Linked DNA regions of Mus musculus: region 2 is linked to region 1. A link is a contact called in public ChIA-PET data. All regions are on one chromosome and are shown on one strand. The core of a region is the stretch at or near the end of the contact, and the rest is flanking DNA. Distances in the headings are between cores, read along the strand shown. Region 1 has its middle 16 kb from the start of Gm30420. Region 2 overlaps Ehd3 (EH-domain containing 3).

What was found. ChIA-PET counts read pairs in DNA pulled down with a chosen protein or histone mark.
Region 2: a contact with region 1 is called in an RNA polymerase II ChIA-PET map of memory CD8 T cells, with 2.6 times the contacts expected there. The contact joins two enhancer-like sites. A contact is called at or near these places in 1 of 484 Hi-C or Micro-C datasets (CD4 T cells) and 1 of 115 datasets of contacts at active chromatin or transcription factors (memory CD8 T cells).

Annotation. Positions count from the first base shown.
Region 1 is chr17:73,006,829-73,010,283 of GRCm38.p6, reverse strand. No RefSeq gene overlaps it. Among named protein-coding and RNA genes, the nearest start is that of Gm30420, 16 kb to the left of the region's middle. Within about 2 kb of position 1,308, at least 85 of the 459 cell types and tissues checked have an H3K27ac peak or open chromatin away from gene starts, as enhancers often do. A contact at or near this core is called in memory CD8 T cells, where this site is marked.
Region 2 is chr17:73,819,966-73,823,810 of GRCm38.p6, reverse strand. It overlaps Ehd3 (EH-domain containing 3), which reads right to left. Exons shown (of 6, transcript NM_020578.3): 3 at 3,236-3,333. Among named protein-coding and RNA genes, the nearest start is that of Ehd3, 17 kb to the right of the region's middle. Within about 2 kb of position 1,505, at least 44 of the 459 cell types and tissues checked have an H3K27ac peak or open chromatin away from gene starts, as enhancers often do. A contact at or near this core is called in memory CD8 T cells, where this site is marked.

The DNA of each region.
Region 1 (3,455 bases), core at 59-2,558:
TGTCACAGTTCCTGGCCCTGCTCTTCTAGAAGACCAAAAACTCCCTGAGAGACTCTGTCATCTTGTTTACCCATGTAGGCCAAGACCCACCACGGACCTGGCCCACAGCCAGGGTTTGGCAAATCATCATGGAAACGGAAACCAAATTCAGATGAAAGTTTATTTCAGCCACATAAACTAGGGACAGATCCACTAACAGAAAACACCCAAGCTTTGACTGTGTACTGTATAAAATCTCAAGCATTCTCATGTCTGGGCAAAGCACACACTTTAAACATCTATTTACGGGATGTTTTAAATCACATTTGCTGGCTACGTGCTGTCTTTTCTTGGCATCCACGGAGAGCTATGCAACAGTTATCATTGAAGAATTGAGAACAGCAAAAAAAGTTTCATCCATTAACTTAGTTCTTTCCTTTCATTGGGGAAAGGTGCTCACCCTCCATATGTATATCTGGATCAAGGAATGGCAGCCATGTTCCCTCTTCAAATAGAGTCTCCTGGTGCCATTGCTTAAAGAGACGTCTCCAGCCTTCCCCCAAGCACACAGTTCTTTCCTGTCACCTTTCCCTGCTTCTATGAAGCACCTTCTCAATGTGAGATTACCTATTTGTTCTTGATTCTCCCACTTACTGCTGGCACCCTCCCCTTATAACTCTGGGAGGATGCTGGAGGGGGACTCCAAGCACTCCAAGTACCTTCTTCTAGTCAGCTCCTGGAAGGTCTACCATTCTCTTGAACCTGACTTGGAGTAATTCTCTAATCATACTCTGCTCTGAAAATTAGCCATTCCTTCTGCTTCTGCTGAGAAGTCGGGGCAGGTAACATTTTCAGAGAACTTTCAGTGTCCAATCCTGATATAAGGTTGTTTTTCCTAAACTTTCTCAGCCATTAGAGAGCTACAGCATTGCCTCGTCCTGTTTGGACTTTTGTTTCTCACAACCATTCGATCCTCTAACTCTTCCATGTGTACCAGAAAATGGACAGAGAGCACAAGGCAGCCTGTATTCACCTTTTCTGTGTGGTGGGCTAAGAGTCACTTTGTGCTGGGAGCCCTGGAGCCCAGGAGAAACGGCTTGCAGTTTCCTCCTCCGGTCACCAGGGGGAGATGTACATTCCAGAGTCCTCCCCCAATGCTCTTTGGGAAGCTGGGAAAGTAGATAGTGTGTCCCTCCTTGGACATCAAGCTGCACACAGGCAGAAGGACCTCATGATTACATAAACACATTAAATGGAGACCCACAGCCCTTCAGAGACTCACAGGCAGTCACCAGTGGGGAGGCAGGGCAGGAAGTGGTTTCGAGAACCACTCCCTCTGCTTTATAGACCAGAAAATAAAGGAACCTCTCTGGTTAAAATCAGAACCAGCTAGAACGCACTCTGCCCATTCTCCCTTCCCGTTCCACTATGCTGATCCATCTTTGATTCTGGCGTATTCTGGGTGTGGGTATCTCCCGGTGTGGAGAATGGCTGGACACAGACCAGATTCCCCTGGAAGACAATCACGGAGAAGGCAGGGAGGGAATTTAAGACTCGATTTTGAATGCCTTGCCTTGGATCTTGATGTTTAATAGTTTTGGGACGAGGCCAGGGCCCCAGACTCAAAGTCACAATCATAATTTGGTATGAGTATCTCTGTACTGCTTTGCAGCATTAAGGATTTGATGAGGTAATCCTAGCACACACCTAACAACGCTGAGACACACCGTAGATAAGCGCTGTTTAGTCAAAATTGAGTTTTGAACAGACTGGCAAAACCGAGGGCAGAGGTGGGACAGTATATGTCCACAGGGTTTCTCCAATCATTACAAATAATCCCGAACTCTCACAGTGCCGATACAGCTAGTGTTTCGGGTCTCCTTTAGCGAAGCATTTGCTTCGTGCTCGTGGAATGCTCTGCTCTTCGATGCTGCCATGACCATGGCCATCTCTGGGGAGTCGGCGTTGGTTCTCTGAGCCGCTTGCACCCCAGGACACGAAGTTCAGTATCCCCAGCTCTTGACTTGATTATGGCTTCAGGAAGGACGCCTCTTTAGGATGTTTTGTGCATATTCAGCAGCAGGGCAGCTACCGTGATATATGTGACACTCCTAGGAGGCATTGACAGGTTTGACTATACACAATGTTACTCTAGCCCAACGGAACCCAGACTGGCTAGTACCATGATGAGGCAAGGTCATAGGTCAGGTACCAAGGCATTCAGATTATTTCCTCCCTGCTACAGGTGCACGAGGCTGAGCAACCATCTGGGAACAAGGAAAAAGGGGTCCAGTGACACCCATTCACTCTCCTGAGAGACTAGCCCAGATGCATAGGCTCTGGATAGTGGGTCGTCCATGTCTTCTGCGGGATAAAATGGCATCTTTGTCTCTCATGGGATATTTATTCACAGTCTCTTGAAACCTCAGAGCAGTCTGCTTTCCTCAGACACAGGTTGTCCAAATGTGCCCCGAGGCAGAGTCTTTGATGCTTGTCAAGTAGGTTTGAGTGGGTAGAGGCCAAGCTACCCACCACCGTCTCTTCAAAATGTCACCCCTTTTGGTGGCTTGCACGGTTGGTTTTCAGTGCAATTGAAATTCCATACCTAAAAAATATGTCTGTAAAATGGCCCATTACGGACAAAGGTATGATTGTGGATCCCTGTCCTAGGTGACCTGCATGAGTTATTGTTTCTCACAAGAGCCCTTTGAGTAGACACGGCTAGTTCCACATCAAGCACAAAGAGACCAAGGCTCAAGAAAAGAAAGAGATTTGTTGCAGGATTTTCCCTGCCCAATTACATTAGGGCAGCTGAAGGCCTGTGATTGGACAGGGAAAAGGGAGGCGGAGCTAAGAGTTGAGAGAGCCAGTGTCTGAGAGGAAGGGGAAGGCAAAATGGAAGTGGACATGAACCAGCATGGCTATAACCAGCCACAGGTAGTTATGATATCATAAGTTTAGACTAATTGGGATAATGCTTTCATCATTATCAATTGGCTCTGAAAATATTGTATTGGCATCTTGTAAATTGAGATTTTATTGATACATAAATCTGATTGGTTAATTATAAGCTTTAAGAGTTGATTCTACCGGGTAAATGAGTGTTGTGGCTGACTGTGGGGTTGACGGTCATTGCGTGGGCTGGCGTTGTAGTGAAGAGAACTCAGGAGCTCCGGCCCAGCCTGAGAATTGGTGGGTAGATACAGAGCTAATGGGGCTGAGAGTTGCCGGCACATGTGCGGGCCTGGCAGCAGTGATCCGGCATGAGACTGCGGAGCACAGGCTCAGAGAGATGCCGAGTTGGAGGTAGCGCGGGAAGCCTGCTGGTTCTATTTTTAAATATTTCCTGCAACAGGGATTGGCTCAAAGGGGTTACCGAAGGGAATGATCCCAGGACTATAAGCCAGGTATGGCTCCAGCCAGCATCCCCAGACCCATAAAATCATTCCACAGAGGAGTGGGGAGATAAAGGTCTA
Region 2 (3,845 bases), core at 256-2,755, 810 kb before region 1:
TTAACGTCTAGAGATGTTTTTAAGAAGAGAGAGATACTGAGGCATGCAGTACCAAGAGTGGGGGAAGGGCTCCGCTGACAATGGGGAGCAATACCGCAGACCCGTCACAGGCCTCCAGATGGCCCCAGTAAGGCAGCAAGACCTTTGGAGGGCGCCAGGACTCAGCTGCATATGAATACCCACACATATATGGGTTTACCAGCTGGTCATCTGAGGAACCCCAGGATCCCTGAAGTGCTCAGGGATAGGCTGGGGATGTAGGCTCTAAGGAATGACACACACCCTCAAAGTCTCAAGAGGGAACCTGGAGTTGAGAAGCTAATTCCCCATTCCTCCCTGGTCTTCCCAACCAGTTATGATAACGTGCCAAAAGCCAAGGGCTGGGACTCGGGAGACCAGGGCTTCCATGTCAATTGTGCCACCTGCCCTGAGCCTGCTGAGCCCTTGGACCAAGCATCTCTATCTGTGTGAAGTCTGGGATGAGAGCATGAAACCCTGAGGGTGACCTTCCAGAGTGGAACTGGTACAGGGATTCAGTCTGAGACACCGTCGGGAAGCGTGGCTTCCAGGTGAAAAGGTACGAAGCCTTCCAGATCCCTCTAAGCTCCCCCATTACTGCATCCGTGCTCCTTCCCAGTAAGGAACCAGGGCCAGCCACATCCTGCCCCTTCCAGGAACAGCTTTCTGCCTGCCTTCCTGCTGACTCCAGAGCCTTTTCTTCCAGACCTGAGTGCTAGCCCCAAAACATCATGCACTTGGTTTCTCTATAGACATACACCCCAGCCCCCACGACTTCCCAAGCCTGGACGGAAGGCTACCTGGAAGCAACACCATACTTTGTTTGACATTAGGCTGGAGCAGAAGGCCCACCCCTACGATGCCCGGAGGGGCAGCTTCCTTTTCAGGCGTGCCAGGAGTTGGGCAGTCTAGAGCGAGGTCTTTGTGCTGACTTGACTCCAGCCCTTGTGCTGAGCCACAAGCCCTGAGCCGGCAGTGGTGTGGTGAGGGGGCTTAATTTCAGGCTCTGCAAACTAGAGCCCTTCAGCTAGAGCCTTCATGCAAGGCTTGGTCAGCAAGAATATCTGAGGAGGCCTGGCCCACCTGGGCTTGAGGAAGGTAGGAAGTACCAAATATACTTTGGCCAACAGCAGGGGTGAAGGAAGTCTGGGCAGTCAACTTTAGATCTGTGCATTATACACTTGTGTTATGCGTGGGTGTCAGGAAGTATACAGGCATGCATGTGGGGGAGGGGAAGCTATGGGTATATGTGTGAAGAATGTGTGAGTAACAGGGTTTAGAGTGGGATGAACTGAGACTCTGGCTTTATGGTAACCATGGAGAAGGATGGGAGAGGCTATGTACCCAGGAGATGTTCCTGATTCAAGTCCCACTACCATCGCCGCCTCCACCACCTGGATGGCTGGGGTATCTGATATCCTCCCTGACTCTGGTCTTCTCAGGGTGCTGAAGTCAGCATTACTGCAGGCTGGTGGCTGCCCCACCCAGTTCCTGTTTGTCTCGGAGGCTGCTTTTGCCAGCAGCTCCATCATCAGGGACTCAGGACCACAGAGAACACCCTGGCATAGTCACTGTTTTGCTCAGAGACGAGAAGAGCCTGGCATCTTATCAGTTTTCAGAGGGAGAGTATGAAATATAGCCAGGAACACTAGTGCCCAGTATGTGCAGAGCAGCCACTGAGGTTTGAAGACAAAGGCAAGGCGGGAGAGAATGTAGAGGGAGGGCAGGGATGGAGGAAGACAGGTGTCCCTGGAAACGAGGCTGCTTTATGTATCTGCACAGGCACTAACACAAGGGTGACGGATCACAGAGCCAACACTAGGGTCGTGTAACATGTAGCTCTGGATAGCAGCGAAGGAGGGAAAAGAGCCCATCATGATCCAGTCCCAGAACTAATGTCTGTGGACCTTATAGGAAAGCCCTAAGATGCATTTCCCTGTGACCTCCGGGGCTTTGTCTGTTCACAGCCCTGAACTACTAGTGTAGTGCTCTTGGGCCCCTATAGGCCATCCTTTCCAGACCTTCTTGCAAGCCAGGCTGTGCTGGCCTAGCAGGTGCGTGGGAGGTCCTCTCCCCTCCCCTGCAGCCGGAAGTATGACCTCTCCCAGTGTTCTGGAGCAAGCTGAAGATTACTCTGTGAGCCTGTCAATCCCTTGAGGCCTAGACTCAGATGCAGGGTGAGTGCAGACTGACTACCCCTCATTCTATGAGAGCCCAGAGTTAGGGATCAAGGGACCAGGCTTCCTGGACCCTGTCACAAGTCACCAATTACAGGAACTAGGGATCTGTGAGGAGGAACCTGGGAGGCAGGGAGGTACCCTCAAATGCTTCCTTCCTCTCTTGCTTCCCAGGTTTAACCTCCCAGGACAGAGGGAGTTTTTGCTCAGACACTTCATGGCACTCCACTTCCCAACACTGTTTTAAAATGGGGGTTCTAGGAAGGTCTGTCCACCTAGAGAAGGTTATTTCCCAGAGGGCCTTGCCAGCAGCCTCTCCGACTGTTTGCGCTCACACACTGCCATGATGTGAGCCCAATGATCCGAGCAGAGGAAGCAGGACAGCTCAAAGGCGGATGAGAGAGAAGCCTTCTCGGGGGTCAAAAGCCTGAACTGCTAACTCTCAAGGGTCTACATTCATGGGTTGTATAGACAGTTACTCCATGACACTGAAGTGTGGGAGTGAGAAGCCACACCCTTGAGGAATGGCTTCTTGGGCCCTGCTGTGGTGAGAAGACAGATGGATAGACCTTTGTCAGTTAGGAGTCACGGGAGCACACATGGCAAGGCATGTGTCACCTAAGGTCAACACTCAGAGAGCCCTGCCCACTTCCCAGAGAAAAGAGCCAGTCTAAGGCTGACCCTTCCCGGAGGCTGAGTTTTGAGTGCTAACTTGGCCCCAGTCCAGGCTGCCAGCATCAGGGTTTGGGGAAAGTACATCTCGTCTAATTTTGTCGGTAAAGATACAAAGCATAGTACAGAAAGGATAGGGCAGCTGGATGCTAGGGCACAAACCTATAATCCCAGTACTTAAGAAGTAGAGACAGGAAGATCAGGGGTTCAAGGCCAGCCCTGGCTACATAAGACTCTATCTCAAAAAATGAGAATTCCAAAGCTGAAAGGACCATAGGATACCTAGAGGCAGAGGGCAGCTATGGCAGGCGAGGCCAGGAGTGGGAGGCTAGAGCTAATGGCTGCCCGGAACGTCACTTGTCACTTACCTCGGCTGATCCTCTGCTTCTCCCCAGAGAGGATCCCCGGTGTGTCGATCACACTGATACTTTCAAGCACGGCGTTGGGCAGCTGGGCACACACAAACCTGCACAGTTGGTGAGAAGAAAGCTGCACTAAGCCATGGAGGCACCCCTGGCTCAGCCTCAGGGTTCAATCACATGACATTCCCATGGGCTGCAGGGTCCTGAGCCCCATGATGTGGGCCTGTTAGGTATGATAGCTGACCCCGGGAGTGAGTTACGGTTTTCTTGCAACTTGCCACATCCAGTTTCGGAGTACTTTGTGCCCAGGGTGCTTAGTAAAATGTTGCCTGGCCAATAGGGCTACTCCATAGTGATATTCTATCCCCCATGTGTGTCCAAAGCCTTGGCTTAATGCTTGTGGCCTCAAGTCATTAATGATTCCTGGCCAGCCTGGGAAACCTTTACTTAGCTTGACTGGCTTCTGATGGTCAACCAACATTCTATCTCCACTGCACAGTGTTCTCAAATCTGGAGGTCTGCATATAGTTGGGGTATGGGAACCCCCCTCCGACTTGCTGCTTGGTAGATATCTCTGTGAATTCTGCATGTGTTTTTATCTGCAAGCCTACATGAG